Regions from separate parts of the Mus musculus genome. Here region 2 is linked to region 1. Evidence: chromatin contacts called from public HiChIP or PLAC-seq data. All regions are on one chromosome and are shown on one strand. The core of a region is the stretch at or near the end of the contact, and the rest is flanking DNA. Distances in the headings are between cores, read along the strand shown. Region 1 holds the start of Shtn1 (shootin 1). Region 2 has its middle 38 kb from the start of Vax1.

The links. HiChIP or PLAC-seq counts read pairs in DNA pulled down with a chosen protein or histone mark.
Region 2: an H3K4me3 HiChIP or PLAC-seq map of embryonic forebrain shows a contact between it and region 1, with 2.3 times the contacts expected there. The contact joins the enhancer-like site here to the promoter of Shtn1 in region 1. A contact is called at or near these places in 3 of 39 promoter capture datasets (the 3T3-L1 cell line, embryonic stem cells and stem cell-derived epiblast-like cells), 3 of 484 Hi-C or Micro-C datasets (cerebral cortex, cortical neurons and nephron progenitors), 3 of 115 datasets of contacts at active chromatin or transcription factors (bone marrow-derived macrophages, embryonic forebrain and forebrain) and 2 of 9 other capture datasets (adipose tissue and liver).

What each region holds. Positions count from the first base shown.
Region 1 is chr19:59,071,527-59,078,035 of GRCm38.p6, reverse strand. Shtn1 (shootin 1) reads left to right here and starts at 1,967. Exons shown (of 17, transcript NM_001114312.1): 1 at 1,967-2,581. The coding sequence starts at 2,524.
Region 2 is chr19:59,128,933-59,135,888 of GRCm38.p6, reverse strand. No RefSeq gene overlaps it. Among named protein-coding and RNA genes, the nearest start is that of Vax1, 38 kb to the left of the region's middle. Within about 2 kb of position 2,443, at least 11 of the 459 cell types and tissues checked have an H3K27ac peak or open chromatin away from gene starts, as enhancers often do. A contact at or near this core is called in embryonic forebrain, where this site is marked.

The DNA.
Region 1 (6,509 bases), core at 718-3,217:
GTGTGTGTGTGTGTGTTTCTAGAAATAAATTATCATTCATTTCACAAAACACCTGGTGGCAGCCCATCCTCATATGGTCATGCAATTGGCTAAAAACTCGCATATCTCCTACCTTTCAAGTCCTAGGACTAAAAAGGTAACCCCAGGAGAAAGACCATGTGGTTATCTTTTGGGATCATTGAAGGAGCTCTAACTACCCCAGGCATGTTAACATGTCAAGCATGGCTCTGGCAAGCCTTGCCCTTCTCTTCTATTCCCCCTGTCTTGGCTAAAAACCATTAGATTACATTGCTAAAACTAACCATCAAAATCTATTCCCTTATTTGGCCACTCCCTCCTCCTGAGGCTGACTACCAAGGTTCAGCAATCTAAGTGTTGAAGTCCGGGAAACAAAAGCCCCTTTGACTCACCTAATTAACATGCCCAATTAAAATTAAACACCTCATCCTAACATAGGGTTTCTCCCCTTACCTTATATAAACCACCATTTTCCTATGGGCCATGTCTGGCTCCCATCTAGAGGCTGTCCTTTGTCTTTCTAGGACAAATACCATGTCCCCTCCTCCCTTGTTCCCTTTTCCTTCTCCCTCATCCTCTATCTCCTGTCTTTGTTTCTTACTCCTTGACCTTTGTCCTTTTGGGGCAAATCTTTGGGCAGAGAACTTGGTCTTGTGTGTCCTGAGCCTATACCAATCTTTATGATCATCACTGTAGCTGACTGGAAAATATTTTGAACTTATGAAACATTCTTATGAAACATTCCAGGAAGGACCAAATAGCAAAATCCCCACACTGAAATAATTTCATAAAGTTCCATCTTTCATTCTTTTTACTTAGAAATCCACACTGCCACCTCAGGCCACCCGAACAGTTAAACTATGCATTCTAAACCACTGCCATTTCTTAAAAGGGAATAGCCGATTCTGATTTTTCAACGGTCACCACGAGATGGTATGAATAATGAGTACCAGAAAGATACTGGTAATAGGATCTATGGGAATATCAATACACGTCTCCTGGCAGGGCCACTACCAGCCGAGTTGGGGCGTTTGCCTAAATTGAGACGCAAGGAATGAAGAGCTGGTGTTCTATATGAGTTTAGAGAGGATGAAGAAAACGAGGGCTGTGCAGAAGGCTCACTTAACCCGGATTTATCTGGAGCGCTTAATGATTGGAATAAAGAACTGTGCTTTTCTCAACTTGTTATTAGCAACCATAACACCTGTAATCATAAAAAACAAAAAATCCTCTGCGCAGAGCAGGCGGCATACCTATCCATTCGGTCCACCTTATTGGAGGTGGACCGGATGGATTGTGGGGCCTTAGCGCATGCTAGACAAGCACTTCTATTTTTTAGATTTGATGTTGTGGTCAAATTCCTCTCCCTGTTCAATTTTTTAAATTCTAAAAGAGTATGCTTTATTATTTCCATTCTTTAGACCAATTCCAGAGCTTGGGAGAGTCAAGCAAATGTTAGGAGAACTAGAGTTGGAGAATGCAAGCCTGCCTAGATATGTTTGCCCAGGTCTACCCCAGAGTTGGGTGTAAATGCCACCGAGGGTCCTTAAGAGAGGCAAGGACTGTCTTCAGTCCTTACACAGGAGGCTCCCTGTCATGCAACAAAGTGACCTTGGGTATTCAGAGTGCAGTGCCAGCCTCCCCAAGATGCAAGATCCTCCCACCGGAACCAGATGACCTTCCCTGCAGTTCTGGCCTGGTGAGGCACTTGGAGGCAGGGCCCAGGTTCTGACTCTGGCCTCTTCACACACGCTGGAACTGCGATCAGACTGCCACGCCCCCATCACCTCTTCTCTCTCTCTCTCTCTCTCTCTCTCTCTCTCTCTCTCTCTCTCTCTCTCTCTCTCTCTCTCTCTCTCCCTCCCTCCCTCCCTCCCTCCCTCCCTCCCTCAGACTGCTACCCACTACCCCCTACTCCTCAAGACTGCGGTGACTCAATTAGCCAGACAGACTGCAAACATGCACTTGCTTGGTGGACAGGTGCATGGTGTAGAACAGAGGGTTTTCCAGCCCTGGCTCCAATGAGCAGTGACTGAGAACTAGGATAGGAGCCTGGTCCTCTGGGGTCCGTCCGGTCCTGCTCAGATCCGCTGTCCAGCTCTAGGGTGGCGGACCTGGGGAACCCGGGTCGAGTCTCCATGGTGCGCGCCTCGGGTGGAAAGCCTGGCGCAGCGGCGGCCTTAGCAGAACCGCATACAGCCACCTGGGAGGATCGCAGGCGCCCCAGGGCCGTGACACTTCACCCGCCTCCAGCGGCCCACGCCCCTACCGGGCCAGGCGCCCAGACCCGCCCGCCGCAGGTGGGGCAGCCAGGGCCCGCGAGTAGGTGCGTGGGATGATCTCACCGCGTGCGGCGCGCCAGGAGGAGGAGGAGCGGGAGCGATCCCAACTTCCGGGTAGTGCAGCCGCACGCCGCGCCACCGGCATCTTGCTTTCTGCTCCCCCTCCCCCGTGTCCCCCTCGCCTCTCCCTCCTTGCCTTTTATCCCCAGCCCCACCCGCCAAAATGAACAGCTCGGACGAGGAGAAGCAGCTGCAGCTCATCACCAGCTTGAAGGAGCAAGGTAGGTGGGCCGGCTGCCGCAGGTGCCCAGCAGCGGCCTCGGGCGGGACAGCTCTGGGCGCAGCCGCAGGTGCCAGCCGTGGCCAAGGGACCGTGAGGCCGCCGCGGTCACCCCGCATCCCCAAGCGCCATGGGGTGCAGCGCCCTGGGCGGAGGAGCTGCAGCGTCTTCCCGCAGTGGGATCGCGCGCCCTGCAGGACTAGGGCGCGCGACCCGGGCAAAGGGACACGCGTCGGGCGTGGACAGGGTCAGGGCACGCACCTCAGTCCACGCGGGAGTAGCGAGCCGGGTAGGGTAGGATCGCTGGGCGCCGGGTAGTGGCTCAGTTGGCCTGGCTCCTAGCTGAGGCCGCACCCTTGCACACTTTGGCGTTCCTGGGCCTGCAGCGTTCCCTTCTTTTGGGTTCGGTCTAGTTCCTTTTTCTTTACCCAGCTGGGATTTTTCAGGGAACCGATGTGTTCTTATCACTTCCCATTTTTAGCAATTTATTAGTCAGTGAGTCGACACCCTGCCTGTGTGGGGCTTAATGAGGAAGCGGGGCTGGGGCTGGAAATCCAGGCCGTTTTGCATGCTTTTCTCTACCGCTTGGTAGCTAATGATTGCCATCAGAACATTTGTGAACAAAGCAAGATCCTAGAGACAGTTAATCTGACACACTTTAAAAATACCACGACTAATTATCCTGTTCAAAGTGTGGTTTGAGAATATGGGTCAAGAAAGAGGAACTGCACAGGTTTAGGAGGTAAAAGGTCATGCATGCTCTTTGCTGCAGGACTTGCTAACATTGGAAGGGCCCTGCTCAATGGTCCTATTCCTCTTCTTGACTCAGCTCTCCAGGAAGTTGGTGTCTTCCCATCACTGAGTCTTGTGACTGAGCCAGGTGGCTTAAGAGGTCCTAGCAAGGACTTGAGCCGCTTGCTGCTCTTCAAATCCATCAGCCACACTTCCGCAGAAAGGGCTCCACAGCACTGTACTGTGTGACCTCAGGGGAGTTACCTAACCTCGCTGAAATGGATGAAGCACTTTTCCCTATGTGGCATCTAGAAATCCAGAATGGGTGTTAATTGCTTTCATTTCCCCCTCTCATCTGCAATTAGCCTGAAGTCAGCCCACATCGCACCTGTGACTCAATGGATGGACAGAATGCCTTATTTGTAATCCTTCAAGTATTTTCATAGAAGATTGGATTTCACTAGTATTTACTTTTAATAACAATTTCCCGTGTCTCACACCCGAAGACTTTTGATTCATTACTCTGGACTTATGAAAACTTTTGGTATTAATACCAGATCTTTTGATGGATGGTCATCTTGCAAATGATTGTAAAACAAAGTAAAATATGTTACTTCCTTTTATTATTTTATTGTAATTCTCAGAGTGCACTAACAGTGACCACATCCACACATATCTCCTCAGGCCTTTTGCTGGACTGATGTTTGAAGAAGGGAGGGTTCCTAAGTGTCTAGCGCTTTCTGTTGTGTTGTATTGGAAAACAAATTTGTGGCCTTAGTATTTCTAAAGGTTCTGTTTTCCTGAGGAAGGGCGTACCAGGAGAATAGAACTTAGGTTTGTGTCTCTTGAGAGTACTCTTGGTTTTGGACATTGGACTGGTCACATAGATACTATTTGTTCAGTCTATGGTGAGATTTTCATATCTTAAAACCAGACTGCGTTAAAAGACTTATTTAGGAGTTTTTAATGGCTATTTTACCTGTGGAATTAGCTGGGAAGTTGGGGATTTGAGGTGTAAACATGGCAACCAGGTCTTTGGGTATACCAGTATTATGGTCAGGTTTTTTTGTGGTGATGGTGAGCTGTTGCCATGGTGAGTCAGTCTCCCAACCTAATATGAACAAGGAGAAGATTTTTGGTTGGATGCTCCGTTTTCCTTGTTCACTGCTAACATGTTTATGTTTTTGTTTCTGTAACAACTATCAGTTACTTAACATGCACAAGGCCCCTGTTTCGGACTCCGTAGCTATAGATAGTGAATCAGATCATCCTGGCTCTTAGGAAGTTTCTCATCTGGTCGACAGTCATTAATCAAAGAGGCGTGCAAGTCAATAGACTACTGTTGCTTCTAAGATGGGTTCTTAGGGATGGACTGTTGGATTCGGTGGCATGCATGTTATGATGTTCTGCCATTCAGTAAGAAGCCCTCCTCTGTCACTAACTCTGCCAGTTTCTGTTCCCCCAGCAAAGCCCTCGTCATCATTTGCTGGTTAACATGCGCTGACAGTAGTCGTCAGCTGGCCAGCCTGGCAGGTTTCTGAATGTCTGCCATCGGAACTGGCAACATGCCTCCTTTAAAACCTACATTGCTCTGGCTACAAGTGAAGTTTGGATCTTCACCTATTTGTATTGACCATTTTGGTCTTCTCATGCAGTTGCCCCCATTGATGAGCTTTAAGGCTGAGACTTGAACCTGTTCCCCAGGGAAGGGTGTTCAGGAGGGAGGCTGCTGTGTGAACTGCAGAGCTGACAACAGCCTTCTCTAGTGGGAGCCTTCAGTGTTGAGAGTAACGTTGTGCTTGACAAAAGTTGTGAAATGCATTGACGGAGTCTGTCATAATATGAACAATCTCTAATTTATATGTACCATTCCCCGGCTCTGTGTCTTATAAGTCACACCCACTTCTGAATTACTCCACAACATTGTATGTTCCCGTCTACTGAATGCTATAATTAGGTATATTATGTCTTTCTAGAAAGTTATATTATGTCCCTTAAAAAAAAAATTAGCCAGTGTGTGATTTTTTTTTTTATGTTCAAGCAGATGCTGAGGTAATGAGGTAATTCTCCTTTTGTCTTCTCCCCCCTCAGGCTTTATTTTATTGGGCTGATTGACATTGTTAATGCATGGACAAATGGCAACTTAGGATACTATTTCCGATGCATATTTCCCAGCTATCAAAGTGGACATTTCCCTTACAAAACATCATACAATTTTCTCTCTCTCTGTAGAATTCTCTTGGAAAATGATAGACTTAGTTCAGCATTTGTTGAAGGTGCATGGCTTTCTGGGTGATTCATTCAACAAGCATACACTGAATATTCATAGCCAGGCACTGGGCAAGGCAGCAGAGACCAGTGAATAAGACCTGGTCCTTGATGGTGGTGACTTTCTGGGTCTACAGACAGTATTAAATCTAGGAAGTGTGTCTGGTTGGCTTATATGTGTCATGGATTCTGGTCTTTTGGTCAGGGAGCAGCTTTAGTGGAGTCCTCCACACACCACACGTACACACATACATGTCCACATACACAGAAAGTCCATGGATTACCAATGCTGTTCAATGCAGAATGGGCCACCAGCATTGAAGGGCCTAACCCAAACAGCAGGTACCTATTAGTCATCATAGCAAGGCAGTGCTGTTTGGAACTTGGTGATGATGATGTGTGATTGTCATTTCACAATGTGCATGAGACTTTTTTCGACTTCCTCTTTCCCTCTCCCCACTTTCTTCCTTCTTAGGGCTAAGGATGGGATCTAAACCTTTATATATGCTAGGCAAGTATTTTACCACTGAACCTTTAACCTGATAACCTTTAACCTTTAACCTGATAACAGTATTCTCAGAAAGGACCAGTGACAACTAGAATCAAAATCTGTGGTCATTCTAGGGTAAATACGACTTAAAACAATTATTCTGTTGTAAGATTTTTATTTTTTTATCTTTTGAGGCATATATCATGTAAGCCTCAAACCCCATGGTAGCAGATGATGACCTTGAACTTCTGGTCCTCTGCCTTCCCTTCCAAGTACTGGGATTGCAATACTAGCCTGTGGGATTGCAACACGAGCCTGTAGGCTTGTACCAGCACAGCCCAGTACAGATGATTGGGTAACACAGAGCTAATTCTTAAGGTGCAGCTTCTTCCTAGAGCAAGCTAGTGTGACTCATGGGTGCCTTTTCCAGGGTTCCTTT
Region 2 (6,956 bases), core at 1,194-3,693, 57 kb before region 1:
TCTGTCCAAAACCTCCCAACCTCACGGTTGTCCATCATGCATTCCATTAGCATAATTTGCCACCCAAGGTGTGAATGTGTAATCTCTAAATTGCTGTGTAGAATAGCGCCCTGCATCGAGACACCGTTTCCTTGCCACTGTAGTAGAGGGACTTCGAAGTTGCTATCAAGAATTACCAATTTCTCTTAACCTTTCTCTTAGGAGGGACCTCTCATACAAATATAACTGACGCCATTGAGTTAGATACTGTCCTTTGGCCAAATGAAGCCTCCTGCAGAGTCCGTGGGAGCTGGAAAGGATCCGAATCTGGTTTTCATAAGCTTGTTGATCAGTTCAGCTAGGATGGGAAGCGCCAGACACTTCAGCAAATTACATAAACCACATTCACTTTTCTGACTGCAGAAAACTGAAGTAGTGAAGTAGTAAAATGGAGAAACTGAGATCCTGAGTCCCTCTTTGTCCCCATTTTAGGGTCTCTCTCTCTCTCTCTCTCTCTCTCTCTCTCTCTCTGTGTGTGTGTGTGTGTGTGTGTGTGTGTAGCCCGGGTGTTTGTAGGACCAGCATTAAAGCTTTGCAAAATTTCTCTAGGGTCTCCATCATGATCTTCCTCTTTTTTAATTCCTAAAATTAAAATGTGTTGGAATGCTCCCCTGCCTTTCACTCCCTCCTCAATGGACCCTTTAGTTTTCCACACCAAGGTGTCCTTCTTCAGGGTGCCAGGTCAGGCTACCAAAACAGCTTCTACGAGGGGATTAGCACCAATTAACATCTTTGTACACAAAAGCCACTGGCAGCTGAACACGCAGGCTGGTGGTGGCTGGGGGCTGCATTTTAAATAGGGGCCTTCTGTACTTGCTTCAAGTAGGAAGAGGTGGAGAAAAGTTTTTATTTATAAATGTTGTTTTTGGATAAATTCTAATGAAAAGCTAAGTTAGCTCAGAAGTATCTACCAAAGCCCAATTACACCTTGGCCTTCATTGTCTGGGGTCCAGGAAGATGCTGACACAATGTAGCTCGTTCCTTGGTGCATTAAGATGCAAAGATGCACCCTCCCCTAACAATTTTGTTCTTATGTTTCTGTGTTCTCTCTCTCTCTCTCTCTCTCTCTCTCTCTCTCTCTCTCTCTCTCTCTCTCCTCTAAGGCACAAATAGGAGCTTTTGAAAAGCATATATGGTCTTAAAAGTCTTTTCATAAGGAATCTATCATGTAGGTGCCTATACCACAAGGTCTTTGTTTGGGGCGGACTAAAGTAGAGAGTGGTATTGTACAAAGCGTGCTCGCTTCATAGTCCTTAAGTTAGAGCTACAGTTACTGTCATTTCAGGTAGAACTACCAATTGCTGTGTTCTTTAGTTTTGGTGTGTGTGTGTGTGTGTGTGTGTGTGAGTATGTCTAAGACGTAGTATATTTTGTATTCAGAAATTCTGAAGTCAATAAAGACTAGTGTTAAAGTGAATGTCAGGACCCAAGTAATGAAGCAGAGCGAGTTCGGGCTGCCATCTTCTGAGAATACTATTGTTAAAGCTGCTAGGGGATGTTTCTGTAGTTGGATTGTGAGTTTTCAGGCTCACTTTAAAGCAGGAGAGTAATCTGAGTGTTTGTGGTCTGCTTGATTTTGTACCTTTGTGGCTTCCTGGACAGCATGGCAGAGACATTTGTCTGTGAATGACAGTAGTAGACATGGTAAAGCTGTTTGCAGAAATATCTCCAGAAGATGACAGTAGGAACCCATGGAAAACCAGAGGTCTGTAAAAGAAATGAATTAATGTATGGTAGGTTGCATGATGACTGGGGGTTACAGGCTTCCTGAGTCACGATGGGGAGGGTTGAAAACACGGACGTGCCATATTCAGTCTCTGTTATCTTTTGTGTTCTATGAACAGAAGTGATAAATAAAATCACATGCATTTCTCTCCTTCAGAGACTGCACTGGAAAATGATTTTTGTTTGTTTTGTTTTGCTTTTTTTTTTTTTTTTAAGTCAGCCTCTTGGCACCTAATATAAATTATGGTCATTTTCAGTTTCCTGGGTTTCATACATAACTCTAGATTCTTCTTGGTGTGATATTTTCTAAGCAAACCTTAATACAGTCTCACTGTGTGGCTTCCCCCCCTGGGTTCAGATTTCAGATACTGTATTGTGAGTCTTCAGACATGGGGAGTACCCCTAATGTTACATGGAAATTGCCGGAGGCACAGGTGGAATGGAAACATTGTTATATTTTGTTCATTTTTCACCCTTCAGCAGTTGCTCCTTTCTCCCTCTTGCTGAACGCTTATTAGGGTATGAAGTGCAGGTGTGTGGGAAATGGCTAGCAGACATTGACAGGTTATTTTGTTGGTCACTGCCTAATTAGAAGAATAGTGGATGCTCCCTGCTAAGCTTTAGTGTGGGGCAGCAGAGCTGGTCCGGTCTAATTTCCTCACGGCTTTGATACTCGCCAAGAGATTGACGGTTTACACAAAAAGCCAAGGCCCGAAGGAGGCCGGTGCAAACAATGAGCCTTCTTGCTTGTAGACACCACAGATGTGAGAGAAAGCTGGCGAAAAACAATCGGCTGACACTGTCTAATTGTCTCCGATGTCAGCGTCATTAATGTTTTCCCATGTAAACCGGAGAAGGCCAAGGTTGTACCCTCCCTTTATTTCTAAGGCACATGATTATGTAACTCACCAAGATTCAGATTAAACGTTAATTGTATTTGTGCAATAAAGAATCCAAAGCTACCTTGGATTTAATGAATATGTGTTTAATTAATTTTGACAGCTTTTATCTTTATTACCTTTGGAGTGATCCTTATCGGAATTAATCACTTTTTTTCAGTAATTAAAAAAATCACAACTCACTTGATGATTTACATTTATGTACATCGCAGAATCCAAACCAAAGAAAAACTAGGAAACTTTGCTGATCTTCAGGGAAACTTCTGAAATGCTTTGCCATCATCAGGACAATGGTTTGGGATGTCAATAAAGCTTCTTAATTAGGTGACAGATCTGAGTGTTCTAAAGAGACACGTGTCAAGAGATACAGTTTTACCAGGTTATCCCTGAGAAACACCAAACCTAGTTAAAAATGAGATGGTTTCCCCTTCTCTGGGGAACACTGGAGAAGGCTAATCCTTAGAAAAATTAGCAGACTGGATTGAAATCCATTTATTTATTTATTTATTTAGTGAGGTAAAACCCGTAATTTCTTACAGGGCTGATGAGTCCACGTGAGCTGAAGTACATGGACCCAGCAGCAACACTGCAGATACCCAAGTCATCCAAGGAATAAACCACAGTGAATATTTCCTTTTGAATATTTCCTTGTTCTCTCTCTCTCTGTCTTTCCCCTCCCTCTACCTCTCCCTCCCCCTCTCCCTCCCTGGGGGTGAACTTTTCCCCTATTGGAGCAGTGGAGTGCCCCAGAGTAGTGGTCAAAAAACAGAGCTGTGTCTGGGCTACAATGTATTCGTGGTCAGAGAAGTCCACATATCCTGAGTCCCTTATAGTAGATAATGTATTTACTTTGGAGTTTCAGGTAGAGCTCAGAGGAAATCATTCAAGTCTCAAAAATAGTGTCTTTCTGGCCTAGAAAAATAGCTCAATAGCTAAAGTGCTTGCGGGGAGTGCTCTGAGTCCACTACACAGCCTCCTTCCCTCCCCCAAAAGCTGGGCAGCCTGTACTTGTAAACACAGTGCTGGGGAGGAGACAGGAGGACCCCAGGGTTTCACTGGCAGTAACCTTGCTATGTGCAAAGTCAGCATCTTACACCTTCTCTCCTTCAAGCTCTCCCAGGCGTCCTGGATTTATAGTTAGGCATAGAAAATCATACTGGCTTTTGTCTTCCTGTGCACCCCTTATTTGTAGAATATCACCTCTCGGCATCCACACAGTGAGGGCCCAACATGTATGAGCCCCAACTTGTCATCAACTGTGGTTTTGTAGAGATGCCCAAAATAATTCTGCTTTTCGGGGTCAGGAGATCCAAGTTAGAATCTATTCTCAGCTCCATATTAACCAGGAGGCTTGGGTAGCTCCTTCTGAAACTCGGTGTCTTTGTATCTACTTTGTTTTAATATTTATTTTATTTTTAAGTGTGTGTGTCAGTGTGTGTCGGTTTGTGTGTATGTTGGTATGTGTGTGTTGGTGTGTATGTTCAGTGTGTATGTGTTGGTGTGTATGATGTATCAGTGTATGCATGTTTATGTGTCAGTGTGTGTGTGTTGGTGTGTATGTGTGTGTGTGTTGGTGTGTATGTGTGTGTGTCAGTGTGTGTGTGTGTGTGTACCCATGCTTATGAGTGCAGGTGTTCACTGAGGCTAGAGACATCAGATCCCTTGGAGCTGGAATTACAGGCAGTGGTGAGCTGCCAAACATGGGTTCTTGGAACAAACTCTGGTTCTATGTAAGAACAGTGCATGCTCTTAACCATTAACTTGATACCTCTGTATCAAGAAGGGGCAGTAATACTGACTTGTAGGACTTGTCATCAAAGATAACAAAAGTGAAGCAAATACGACAAAATGGCAATCATCCCGGCCCTTGGGCGGCAGGGGCAGCAGATCTCTGTGAGTGTGAGACCAGCCTGCTCTATGTGGAAAGAATTCCAGGCCAGCCGGGGCTCTGTAGTCTGAGACCATATCTCAAGAGACAAAGCAAAACAAACAAAAAGATGATGAGGTGGGTTTGGAGCAGTTACGAGTGCTTGCTCCTCCTACAGTGGGTTCAGTTCCTAGCATTCACGTCAGGGGACTCACAATGTTTGTACTCTTGTTCCTCTGTGGGCATCTGTACACATGTGGTACATATACAAACCCTTAAATGCACAAATGTACACAGAAGAGCACACACCTGCACACATGAAATGCACAGAGGTGTTTGTGGCTGATCTGATACCTTAGGTGGGTGCCATTGTTTTGCAGAAAAGGCTGCTGCACAGAGCAGCTCGTCTCCTGTGCCTCAGTTTTGCATTTGTGTCGGCTTGTGCGAGATACCTGTCCTGCCTGAGCTTAGAAAGCCTCACGGATTATGTGTTGCATGAGGAGACAGTATCTGTCCTCACAGTCCTACAGTGAGGAATGAATGAATGAACAGGTCAGCATGACGATGACGCTCATAGCGTAAACACCCATGTTACACTGCAGCAGCAGGCGTTGTGTGAAAATCTGTGTATACACTGGGGCTGGAGAGCTGGCTCAGCTGTTAAGAGCACTGACTGCCCTTTCAGAGAACCCAAGGTTGATTCTCTGGACCCACATGGCAGCTCACAACCAACGGTAACTCCAGTTCTAGGGAATCCTACACCCTCTTCTGTCCTCTGTGAGCACTAGGCATGCACGTGATGCACAGACATACATGCAGGTAACCCCCACCCCAACACACACACACATTTTTAATTTAAAAATAAAAATGTGCATTATCTTATGTGTTTCACATCAAATGGACTCTGAAACACCAGTTTTTTTCCTCTTTCTTTCTTCATCTTCTTTTATTTTTAAACTTTTTGAGACAAGTTTTTTTTTTTTCTTCTTCTTCTTCTTCCATAGCCCTGGTGGTTCACTACATAGACAAGGCTGACCTTGAACTCACAGAGATCCACCTGCTTCTGTCTTCCAAGTGCTGGGATTAAAGGTGAACAAACACCGCCATTCCCAGCTTTCCAAGCACTTTTTAAGTTAGCTGTCAAGGATGCATTTGTTGTAAAGACATTCCAAGTAATTGAATTTTTGCTCAGCAAAATTCTTCTTCATGCCATGTTACAGGAGCTGGAAGAATCTGCTCGCAGGCCAGGCCTTTCCTATGGAGGAGGTTAGAGAGCATTTTTTTGCATGAGTCCCTGCCCTTTGAAATCCTTCAGTCTGTGTTTCCCTCATCTGATCCTCACTTGTACGATTCTTTTCTCCAAAGGCAGCAACAGGGGGACGCCTACCCTGAATAAAGTCTACTCTTCCCTAGAAAATGGTAATTGCTTGTCTTGCTTTATTCCAGTGTATAGGCTGTCTGCAGGCCACTCTTTGCTCAATGCCCCAGACCAGCTGGGGACTGATGCCAGAAGATTGGCAGATCCTGCACTGGGCATAGCCAGATGGGCCTAGAAAATGCCCTCTTCCCCCTTTGATTAGTTAATTTGTCCCCAAGGAGATACATTTTACAGTTTTAAAATACTGTGCCTACATTTGCATGAATTGGTTTATTTTAAAGACCAAGGAATATTTTACTCTTACAAACCATCTTACTTGTTGAAAATTCTAAGCATAGGATGAGGGGGTATGGGAAGTAAGAGAACCATAGCTTCTCCTTTATAGAGGCATCTATTGTAGGCTGGTGTGAGTGCCACAGACAGAGCTTGGTGGCTGGAGGAGGCCCAGGTCACCAGCTAACTTCCTGCACACACATCTGCATTATGGAACTTTGAAGCCAATGGCTTCATATTAGGTTAGCAGTGTGTGCTAGCCATGAGTCATGGGTAAGTTTCTGCACTGAGTACAGCACGGGAGACATGCAGGGAAGTAGCACGGTGAGTGATGGAGGCTCCTTCTCACAAGCCAGAGAAGGGGGCTTCCTGAAGAGGACAGCACAGGACTCTGGTCATGATGACCATAGCAGAATCCTGCAGGGAAAGTGGGGAAGGGGGCTGTGTTCCCAGTGGAGAGGCCAACACGCAAGAATGCACAGTGATATGTGACAGGAACTTCTAAACCTCCAGTGTAGGCTGAGGACGTGGCTCCTAGGGAAGAGAAGCCTTTGCTGTGTAAGCGTGAGGACTTGCATTTGAATTCCAAGCTCCCATATAAAAGGTTGTGCATGGTATCTCAAACTTGTAACTGCAGGTCTAGAATGGACATAAATAGATTCTGGGGCTGTCTCGCTAACGAGTTGAATTAGCAAGTTTCAGGATCAGTCACACACACACACACACACAAAGGGGGTGGAGATTTTGAGATTATAATGTTTATTTGGGAAATTTC